Regions from separate parts of the Sus scrofa genome. Here region 1 is linked to region 2. Evidence: chromatin contacts called from public targeted proximity ligation data. All regions are on one chromosome and are shown on one strand. The core of a region is the stretch at or near the end of the contact, and the rest is flanking DNA. Distances in the headings are between cores, read along the strand shown. Region 1 has its middle 36 kb from the start of B3GNT2. Region 2 overlaps LOC106508312 (a long non-coding RNA gene).

Region 1 (6,219 bases), core at 227-2,726, 140 kb after region 2:
GGCAGCTGTAGCTTTGATTAGACCCCTAGCCTGGGAGCCTCCATATGCCGACGGTACAGCCCTAAAAAGCAAAAATAATAATAAAAAATAAAAAAAACACAAAACATACTAAATGGCAATTTGGAAATCAGTTGTTCACTTAATGTCTTGAACACTTTAATTACTTAGTTCTCTTCCCGTGTTGTTTCTGGTACCATTGTTTCCTAAGGCAAACCACTCCTTAATCTTGGCTCCCCGGCTCAGAGTTTTGTGCACTCGGTAACATCTTTGGTCTCGTAGTCCAGTTTTCCTAGTAACTTTGTTAATGTGTTGTGAATGACGGAAGATTTGAGGATGTCATGTATATGATATTAACTTGTGAATTCATGGGACATATAACAGCAGATCAGTATCTGAAGGTACTGGTACTTGATATCCTGTTAAGGAAAAGTGGCCTCCAAATTTGAAGCTGGAAAGTCACCAGAACAACTATATGAGGTTTTAGATTTGGGTTGCATATAGTAAGATTGTGTACAAACTGAAATGCCCGTGTACTGATTCTTAAAACAACCCAAAAAATTCTCAGGTACGAAAGAAAAAAAATCTGGAGGGTGTAAATGCTAGGACAGCCCCTATGTTGAGCAGGTACTCAGCTGCAGGGCGGTGCCAGCTCCTTCTAATAAGCACTTGTACAATTTCTGGAGGTGGGACCAGCAAGACAGGCTGTGAAGTGCTCCTCCCCTGCCTCTCGGGCCAGCGGGCTCTCCCTGGGTTTGTCCTGCATCTTCTGTTCATCCCGTTCGTCTTCTTCCATCCAGCAGGACTCCATGAGTGAGAAGGTTCTCCAGCTTTCCCGACCAGGCATCACAACCCCTCCTTCTTCATTCTTTCCACAGTGACTCACTCGGGGAGGCTTTTGCAATCAAATAAATAAAGGCATTTCCCACCAGCTTTAAGCCCAACAACTTCGCCCCTCAATGTCCACCGCTCATGTCTCACATCCCACAAGCAGAAAAATCCATGTGAGATTATTGCTCGTGAGGAGGCTTGGGTTGCCCATGCGTGATCGTTTTCTGGCTTTTCTCCCTTGGCCTCTCTTTTCTCCCTTGGCCTCTCCCAGCCAGGAGGGCAAGAGCGGATCAGAGGCTCCAGGTGTGCGGGGGGGCCCCCAGGTTCCAACGGGAAGGACAGACAGGACTTGAGCCTTGTCACTGTTTTGGATCCTGAAACCTGTCGTCTGACCCTGGGGCTCTGCATGGTTAGGTTTCCTGCTAGGCTCCTCCAACCTGGCCCCCGGCTAACTCTTCGATGTGCCAACAAAGTTCTCTGTTTCCATTCTCCTCTCTACCCACAGACGGGAAATAAATTACCTAATGATTAGTTAACAACCCATGACTCTGTCTCATTTTGCAATGAAGTAGGACAAGTAGGAAAAGGCATTCTGAGCCCAGTCCCTTGAAGCCTTGAACACGAGGAGGAAAAGTCCAGTGATTCAAAGGAAGTGAGAGCCAGGCCTTTCTCTGGGGCCCGGGGAGAAGCTGGGTGGGGCCAGACTGAGCTGGGAAGGCCTGGCCTCTTCCTACCCACTCAGGAAATTTTGGCAGCTGAAGGGCTACTGGCCTGGGCAGCGTTGAGTGTCTGTGAAAAAGCCCGAGGGCCCTCTAGCCTGGGCCATCCCCACCCCCACCCCGCCCCTCAGTAGCTTCAGCTGCTGAGCTATACAGAGGGGGAGACAGCTCTGTCCCAGGCCCTTTCAGGCCAGCGCCAGTTGTCATCACGAAAATAAAGACAAACAAGGGAGGGAAGGAGAGGCCTCACTCCAAGGCGGTCAGAGGAGGGTCAGGGTGCTTGAGGCTGAACAGGGTGGGTATTAGCAAGGTCAAGGCAAGGCAGGGAGGGCTCTGATCCCAACAAAAAAAAGAAATTGCCCCTTGATATTAATATTCTTTCCTTTTTTGCTTTTGCTATTTTAGGGCCGTACCCAGGGCACACGGAGGTTCCCAGGCCAGGGGTCAGATCAGAGCTGTATCCGCCGGTCTACGCCAGAGCCACAGCAATGCAGGATCCAAGCCTTGTCTGCGACCTACACCACAACTAACAGCAACGCTGGATCCTTAACCCACTGAGAGAGGGCAGGGATCAAACCCACATCCTCATGGATACTAGTCGGGATTGTTAACTGCTGAACCACAAAGAGAACTTCCTTAATATTCTTTCTTGACCTGAAATCCAGTTCCAGGTGGCTTAGCACACACTTCTACTGGCTGCCCTCCTTCCTCGCATCATTTTGCCATGGACTATGGACCCTCTTGCACTAGAATCAGAGTGCTCTGATCCCAACAAAAAAGAAACTGTCCCTTGATACTAATATTCTTTCCTTTTTTTTCTTTGCTATTTTAGGGCCGCACCCACAGCATATGGAAGCTCCCAGGCTAGGGGTCAAATCTGAGCGACAGCTGCTGGCCTATGCCAGCAATGTAAGATCCGAGCCGTGTCTGCGACCTACACCACAGATAATGGCAATGTTGGATCCTTAATCCAAGGAGTGAGGCCAGGGATCCAACCTACATCCTCATGGATCCTAGTTGGATTTGTTAACCACTGAGTCACAAAGGGAACCCTTCCTTTTTTTTTTTTTTTTTTTTTTTGGTCTGTGCCTCTGCATGTGAAAGTTCTCTGGCCAGGGAGTGAACCCCAAGCTGCTGCAGTGACAACACCAGAACTTTAACAAGCTGTGCCACAAGGGAACTCCTAGAATCCGCCTCTTAAGGTCTGTTTCTGGAAGAACCCCAACCAAGGGTAGGATAATATTTTTTTCATTTTGACATAGTTCCTTTAAAAGGGGAGGGGGTTGAAATTGGTGCCAGGATCAGGATTACTGATGGCCATTTCCATAGAATGGTTAGGAAAGCCAGTCTGGGAAGGGCGTGGATGATGAACTGGAAGAGAGTGTTAGCTGAAGACAGGATGAGCATGGGCACGACAGAAGATGGTAGGATCCCAGAGCAACGAGTGAGCCCATGCTGACACTGAGGCCGCAAGTTGTTCATGGGGTCGGCCTGCTGCTTGCATAGGAGGAAAGGGCACTTCCCCGAAGCAGGGCAGCTGTCAGGAAGCTGCAAGCACCCCTGTTCACCTGCCAGGCCCCTGACTTGGAAATAAGCCCTTGGATTAGAATCAAATTAAAAGCTCTACTTGTGCTGCTTCAGCACAATCAATACATCCCCTTTTACACACACAACAGACAGGAGGAAAACCACTGCCAGAGCTCAGAAGCCACTACCATGGTTGCCTGAGCGAACATTTCTAAACACAGATCAAAGTGACAGAAGAAGGAAAGAAACCTCAACAGAGCTCCATCTTCAATTTAAGAGTGTATGTGTGTATACTAATGCCGTATTTCAATTAAATTCTAAGATGAAGTATGTCACATTTTAACACTTCCGCAATGAGTCATATGATACAATTGTTACAAATCATATTGAACTGGTCTTTAAACTTATGTAAAAGGTGTTGCATCTTACAATTAATAAGTACAGCATTTCACACATGATGTGAAGAAACAAGATTTTACGGGCTCCTTACAGACAAAAAAGTGCCTCATTCTCAGCCTCTACCTTTTAAGATGATTTTAAGGGCAAACACCCTTCCTTTCACGTGAGACTTGAATAAATCATGATAACTAATTTCTCAGATTTATTGGTTTTTGTTTGTTTGTTTGGTTTGGTTTGGTTTGTCTTTTTGCCTTTTCCTAGGGCCGCTCCCTCAGCATATGGAGGTTCCCAGGCTAGGGGTCGAATCGGAGCTGTAGCCACCAGCCTAACACCAGAGCCACAGCAATGCAGGATCCGAGCCATGTCTGCAACCCACACCACAGCTCACAGCAACACCGGACCGTTAACCCACCAAGCAAGGCCAGGGATCGAACCTGTAACCTCATGGTTCCTAGTTGGATTCGTAACCACTGTGCCACAACAGGAACTCCTCAGATTTATTGTTTAATTAAAGTTCAATTTCAAAATTATCTGGCAGATGACCCTAGCATTTATTTATTTATTATGTTTGCTTTTTAGGGCTGCACCCGAGGCATATGGAGGTTCCCAGGCGAGGGGTCTAATCAGCTGCAGCTGACGGCCTACCCCACAGCCACAGCCACAGCCACAGCCATTCGGGATCCAAGCCACGTCTGTGACCTACACCACAGCTCACAGCAACACAGGATCCTTAACCCACTGAGCAAGGCAAAGGATCGAACCCGCAACCTCATGGTTCCTAGTCGGATTCGTTTCCACTGTGCCACGATGGGAACTCTGACCCTAGCATTTAAAAAAGAAAGCCAATATAGAATTAACATAAAGGAAAAACTAATTTATCTTATATAATCTATACAGCCCAGCACATGGAAGTATTTGTTATCCTGTTCTAAACAAGAATTTTTATTTCATCTGACATTTTTCTTAAGGCAGAGAGATCACAGAGAAGTTAAATTCTGGCCCAATTAAAAGCTTCATTCATTTCAGCTTTCCTGGAAGTGAAAATAAGCCATCCTTTCCTCAATAAATGCATTTTCTCTTTCTGCATCTGAGGGAGCCACGACAACCCAGGACAGACATTCCAGACCACACCGATCAGGGTAGAGAAGTAGGAAGGAGGTGGCCACTTTCAGGTGCCTTTAATTCTGGATTCAGCTTCAAGTGTGACTCAAATTTCCTGCCCTTCTTTTCCATTCTCCCTTGACCAACTCAAGAAAGGAAACCAGGGTCGGGGTGGAAATGAGCCATTCTGATATCTTTCATCCTTTTCCTCTTAGGGCCTGGTTGGGTTTATGAAAAGTCCAAACTCAGGCAATGCTCATTTAGCCTTTTTGACCTTCAAACTCAAAAATCAACATGACTTGGAGTAACCATGAAAAAGGTCCAAACACCAGTTTCCACGGAGGCCTCAGCTGTTGAACTGTTCTCTAAGAATGAATCAAACTGTGCTGCTTACATTCCAAGAGATGGATGCTTGGGGGAGAACCCATCTCATGGGCACGGAGAGGGCTTCACGGATTTAAGGATCCATCAATATCAAAACAGAGCCCAAGCATTTGGAAAGCTCTAAAAACCCTTTGCCAAAAGCCCGTGAGGTTGATGACCAGTGTAGTGGGCTCAGGCAACGACTGCATGAGAATTTCTGCCAAATATAGAGCCAGAGAGGAGTTCCTGTCATGGCACGGTGGAAATGAATCCAACTAGGAACCGTTGAGGTTGCAGGTTTGATCCCCGGCCTCACTCAGTGGGTTAAGGATCCAGCGTTGCTGTGGCTGTGGTGTAGGCCGGCAGCTGTAGCTCTGATTTGACCCCTAGCCTGGGACCCTCCATGTGCCACAGGTGCAGCCCTAAAAAAGCCAAAACAAACAAACAAAAAAGGCCCTCAGTGGCCCTCCAAACATTTTCATGTGGACACAAGCAAATTGTGATCCAATTACCCACGAATGTTTTGAGAGCTTCATGACTCTTCTCTAAACCAGACTTGGTAACGAGGCCCTCTGGGAGAGGTGCTAGCAACCACAGGGGCAGAGGTTAGATGCAGGCACATGAAACCTTTAGAAGAACCAACCTTACAGGCCTTCAAAATCCACATCAAGTATCTGCGTCCTCTTACTTGCTCACATACACGGCCTCGACATTCCCAGCAGCAGGACAGTCTGCGAAACGGCCGTCTCATAATACTAATCCTTCTGGTTTTTGGATTTCATTCAATGTCTATTTGTTTTTAATTGAACATTAGCGATTTCTCAACACAAGTCTAGGAAATAAACTTACGTGGTCAGGCCTGCTCACCATGGATACAAGTTCCAAAATGGACATGGCCTAGGATGATACAGTCCTTTTTTTTTCGGTTGTGCCTTTGGCATGGGTAAGTTCCCAGGCTACAAATCAAACCCACACCACAGCAGCCACCTGAGCCACAGAACCATAGCAGTGACAAGGTCAGATCCTTAACCCATTGAACCACCAAGGGAATCCCGAGATGATACAGTCTTTGAGACGCTGCTCCATTTCTTCAATTCTCTATACTCATTGACAGTGCAAGCATAAACATCTATGCTCTTCTCAAAGACTCGGCATGGGAAAGCATCTTTAAGTACTTTATTTTTATTTATTTTTTGTCCTTTTAGGGCCTCATTCGCAGCATATGGAGGTTCAGAGGCCAGGGGTTGAATCGGAGCTGCAGCCACTGGCCTATGCCAGAGCC
Region 2 (5,622 bases), core at 1,895-4,394:
AAGAAGAAAAGGAATTACGTATAAATTATTTCCAAAACTAAAATAGAACTTTGTCAAAACAAAGTTGACTTGAACCTACAAATTGAAAGGGTGTACATATTCCCAAAAAAAAACTGGTATAGACTCTTCAACATCAGGGTATGTCCTACTGAACTTGTAAAAAGTCAAGGATAAAGAAAATTTCACATGGATGGAGATTTTCACATACAAAGAGAGAAAAATCAAGTTTCTTCAGGTTTCTTCCCAATGCCAAAAGACAGACGACCAACATCTAAAAAGGTCTGAAGGAAAGAAAGCAGGACTCAAGGATTATGTACATGCCAAGCTACCCCTCAAGTATAAAGGCAATAGACAGGCATTCTGAGGTGTGCAAAACCTTAGGGGATAAAGTGCCCAAGAACCTTCTTGAAAAACAACTTTTGAATGAAATCTACTCAACCAAGGAATGAGTCAAAACAAATTCTAGAAGAGAGAACCTACGTGCATGAGCTTCCTAGGGCTGCCATAACACAGCACCCCAAACTAGATGGCTCAGAACAATGTTGTCTCAGAGTTCTGGAGTCTAGAATTCTGAAATCAAAGTGCCAGCAGGACCGTGCTCCCTCTGAAGGTGCTAAGGAAGGAGCCTCCGTTATACCTCTTCCAGCTTTTTGCAGCCCCAGAAGTTCTGTGGTTTGTGGCAATGTGACTCCAGTGCTCATAGCGTGTTCTTCCTCTGTCTCTTTCTACATCTTCCCTTTGCGCAGGTCTCTGTCCACATTTCCCCTTTTATAAGAACACCCATCATATTGGATTAGGGCCCACTCTAATGACCTCATTTGAACTTGATCACCCCTGAAAACACTCTATTTTCAGATAAGGTCACATTCTGAGGTACCTGGAATTAGGACTCCAACATGCCTTCTTTAGGGAGGATACAGTTGAACCTATAACAGTGGGGTAACATGGAGAGGGGAGCACTAAGCCTATTAAATATAGGGCTGAAATCAACAGTAGCAAGAAGTATGGCTAAGAGAACAAAATCAAGTGAGGTCAATATTAACAATGGAATATAATAAAAATTAAGAGAGCATTGGGCATGGGATTATTCATAGCAGAAATTCAATGATATGACTTAAAAGTGAAACTTGCTTTTTTTCAAGCATAGTAAATTCAATCTTTTAATGTTTTTCATTCTGTTTTTTAACTCTAAAGGAATTAATCTTTTTAAGAACTTGTGGTGAAGAAACCATCAATTTAGTCATTTCTAAGTTTCAGTTCAACTCTTCTAATGTAAATTCAAGTGAACAATATTAAAACTGTTTATCATCTAAAAGGGTATGCAGGGAGTGCCCATTGTGGCTCAGCAGTAATGAACCCAACTAGTATCCATGAGGATGCAGGTTGAATCCCTGGCCTTGCTCAGTGGGTTAAGGATCCCGCTGTTGCTGTGAGATGCGGTGTAGGTCATCTGCTGTGCTATCGTGAGCTGAGGTGTAGGTCATAGGCAGGCAGCTGTAGCTCTGATTCAATCCCTAGCCTGGGAACTTCCATCTGCCGCAGGTGTGGCCTTAAAATTAAATAAATAAATAAATAAATAAAATATAACGGTGTGCAGAGTATAATCCTAGTTTTAAAAAATTCTTCAGTTCTATTTATCCACATACATACAGGTCGTTAATGATGTTTTATAAATGTTGGAAATGGTTGTCTCTGGGCAGTAGGACTCAGTGAGTTGGGTTTTTTTTTTTTTTTACTTTTTTGGTTGTGCTTTTCTGTATTACTTACATTTTTATACCAGATATATGTTATTTTAAACAAAAGCAATAAAATCATTGTTTCACATTATTTTCCTAAAAGCTTTCTTTATAGGCATTCAGGGTGGAACTCAACTTCAGGTCCTAGGCAGTGGTGGATCCAGGATGCAGAAGGTAGAATCTGGGGAGATGCTGTGACAGTCGACACAAGGTATCTGGCTACTGGGAGGCCCTTTCCCAACTGAGGTCCTGTTCACAGCCATTGTGGCAGAAAACTCCCTAATGGCAAATGCCACTAAAGGTATTCAAGGCTTTCCATAGTCATGCCCAGTCCCCAAAGAAGCCACATGGCCTTAAGTTCAGCAAAATGATGCCTTTCAATTTTTGAGAAAGTCCAACTTTTGTTTATTGTGACATCCAAGAAGCTAACGCTCCCAGAAATCAATCCAGAGGCTGGCTCTATTCTTCGGGACCCCCCAAGCAAGAGACCTGACTATATGACTGTCCTGTGCCCACAGCTATGTGACCAAGTCCCCCACTCCATCCTCCAAGCTGGACTTTTTAACAGGAAGGGCATTAGTGAGCATAAAACCCATCATCCTTTTATATTTCATTGTTCCTCTTCTTATATCTGGTTGTCAACAAATGTTCAACAGGAAATTTTTCTTTTATTACTTCTCTTCCTGTATTTTAAGGGAAGTGGTGGAGGTTTCTGTGGATACAGCATGCAGTCAACTGAGGTTTTGTAAGGCTGAGCACATCCCCCCAAAATTTATGGGCTTTCAGCCTTCCTTACTGAAAGTTTGTGCTGGCCTTCATATTCCGTCTTTTAGTCTGCACAACAGGTGTCCTGATAGGAGGCACCAGCTCAGCAACAGTAGGAGCAGAGACAAGCCTGGGAGCAGCAGCAGGAAAGTGTGCAGCAGGAACAGGGTTATCTAAACCTGTTCCTTTCTTTTTTTTCTCTTTTTCTTCCTCCTTTCTTTTCTTTTTTCTTTCTTTTTCTTTCCCTTTCTCTTTCTTTTTCTTTCTTTCTCTCTTTCTCTTTTCTTTTTAGGGCCACATCCATGGCATATAGAAGTTTCCAGCCTAGGGGTAAAATTCAGAGCTCCAGCCACAGCAACACCAAATCCAAGTTGCATCTGCAACCTGTGCCACAGCTTGCAGCAATGCTGGATCCTTAACCCACTGAGCGAGGCCAGGGCTCAAACCCACATCCTCATGGAAACTAGTTGGGTTCTTAAGCCACTGAGCCACAACGGGAACTTTCGGGTTATCTAAACCTGAAGGCAGGCCAGGAACGTGACCCAGAGGACCTGCATACTGGGCTCTGCCAAAGGGCTGGGGATGACATGCAGCCAGTGTCTCCAAGAGACAGAACAACTAGACAAGTTGTCATAGTAACAGTCAGAAGCAGGGGGTAGGCCTTGGGTGAACACAGAGAAACACATCAAGAATCTGAGGTCAGCCCCTGCCAGTGGCCTAAGGGAACTTCTTAGAAAATATTGTTTGTAATCACTTTTTTTTCCCCCCCGCTTTTTAGGGCCACACCCATGGCGTATGGAGGTTCCCAGGGTAGAGGTCTAATCAGAGCTGTAGCTGCCAGCCTGAATGAGAGAGCCTCAGCAACATGGGATCTGAGCCTCATCTGCGACCTATACCACAGCTCACAGCAACAACAGATCCTTAGTTGGCTGAATGAGGCCAGGGATTGAACCGCATCCTAATGGATCCTAGTCAGGTTCATTAACTGCTGAGCCATGAAGGGAACTCCCCCCCCCCATTTTTTTTGTACTCACTTTTTTAATATCAGAAAGATTATAAAATTATTTATTAAAACACAAATAATGTTAACACATTATTTGTTAAAACCAATACAATTAGGAGTTCCCATCATGGCACAGCAGAAACAATTATTTGTTAAAATATCAGAAATATTATAAAATTATTTGTTACAAGTCAATCAATTTACTTGAAATCAAGTAATACTTCAAACCCTATGTTCTCTGTGTTCTGAATCAAAGTTCTAGAATTGTCTGTTGCAGGTTGTCCATCTCCTGGCTGCTCTCTAATACATCTAAGAGTCAGAGTGCTAATTATTCAGAGTGTCTCAGACACAAGGCAGCAGAAACCACAGTATCCCCCGCCCTGATGCTGGATTACTTGCAACTCCCTCATCACCCCTTCCCTTCGATTCCTTATTGGCTTCAGTGTGTCACGGTGCCTGGCAAGGCTTTTTCTTCTCATAGTTCTAATTTGGGCAGATGGCTTTTACTCACTTCGCGGCACCTTCCCCAACCCAAAGTTTCTATCTCTATAGATGTCCCTCAGTTATTAAAAATATGATTTTACTCATTCAGTGAAAGTAGATATGAACAAACAGCAAAGTGGTCCTTTGAGCACGGCCTTCCAGCTGCCTCTTACACCCCTGCCCATGATAAGGGCTGACAGAAGTCTCTGCCTTAACCAGTTTCAAATCTTGGGTGATTCTGTTTAGCTGTATTTACCTGAGCCACTCCCTCAGCTCACTCACTCCTCATCCTGCTCAAAACGGCTTCTGCCTCCTCTGCTCCACTGATCCGCTCTTTCCAAGACCATTAGCTAGCTCCTACTCCTGCTAAAAACCACCCACATGTTCAGCTGTCACCTCCCTAATCTGTCCGCTCATGTGTGAAACTTTTTCTCTCCATCCATAACTCCCTTGGCCGATGGTTTCTCTCATATCCTTCGCTCTCCCAGTTCTTCTCATTCCGCTCCCTCCTCAATGGTCTTCTCTTCCTCTTCTACCCACAAATTTTCAGGGTTGCATTCTCAGCAAGCAAGCTCTTTTCTTTGCTTTTTTTTGCTTTTTAGGGCCACACCCATGGCATGTGGTCGTTCTCAGGCTAGGGATTGAACTGGAGCTACAGCTGCCGGCCTACAGTGCAGCCACAGTAACACCAGATCCGAGCCACAGCTGCAACCTACACCACAGCTCACAGCAACGCCGGATCCTCACTCACCAAGCAAGGCCAGGAATCGAACCCACATCCTGTTAGATACTAGTCGGGTTCATTACCGCTGAGCCACAACTGGAACTCCAAGCAAGCTCCTTTATACTCATGTTTTAACTACCAAATGTCTCCCAACCCAGACCACCCCTATATCCAACCCTTAGTCTTAACTGCTGGAAATAAACACACCATGGAGCCCCCAAGCTCTAGCTCTCTTCCTGGGTTACATTTCTTTCTCTTTTTGTTTTTTTAGGCCCGCACCTTTGGCATAGGGAAGTTCCCAGGCAAACAGTCAAATCAGAGCTGTAGGTGCCAGCCACAGCCACTGCAACACCAGATCTGAGCCATGTCTGTGAGCTACACCACAGCTCTGGCAACACCGGATCCTTAACCCACTGAGCGAGGTCAGGGATCGAACCTGCATCCTCATGGTTACTAGTTAGATTCATTTCCTCTGAGCCACAATGGGAACTCCTGGTTACATTTCTTAAATTACATTCTGTTACACTTCTGCAGCCCACGGAAATGTGCACATGAATAGAAGTGAAAACCATTCTGGGTCCCTAAAGCAGAAGTGACTCCAAGAGCCACAATCACTACTGGATCAGAAATCACAGACAAAAGAATAGTAAACAGGAGTTCACATCGTGGCACAGTGGAAATGAGTCCAACTAGGAACCATGAGGTTGCGGGTTCCATCCCTGGCCTAGCTCAGTGGGTTAAGGATCTGGCATTGCCATGAGCTGTGGTGCAGCTCGCAGATGCAGCTCAGAGATGCAGCTCAGATCTGGCATTGCTGTGGCTCTGGCATAGGCTGGCAGCTACAGCTCTGATTAGACCCCTAGCCTGGAAATCTCCACATGCCATGGGTGCAGCCCTAAAAAGCTAAATAA

Evidence for each region.
Region 1: a contact with region 2 is called in a targeted proximity ligation map of alveolar macrophages. A contact is called at or near these places in 1 of 47 Hi-C or Micro-C datasets (embryonic fibroblasts) and 1 of 2 datasets of targeted methods (alveolar macrophages).

Annotation. Positions count from the first base shown.
Region 1 is chr3:79,664,850-79,671,068 of Sscrofa11.1, forward strand. No RefSeq gene overlaps it. Among named protein-coding and RNA genes, the nearest start is that of B3GNT2, 36 kb to the right of the region's middle.
Region 2 is chr3:79,527,522-79,533,143 of Sscrofa11.1, forward strand. The region is part of intron 1 of LOC106508312 (a long non-coding RNA gene); the gene reads right to left. Among named protein-coding and RNA genes, the nearest start is that of TMEM17, 110 kb to the left of the region's middle.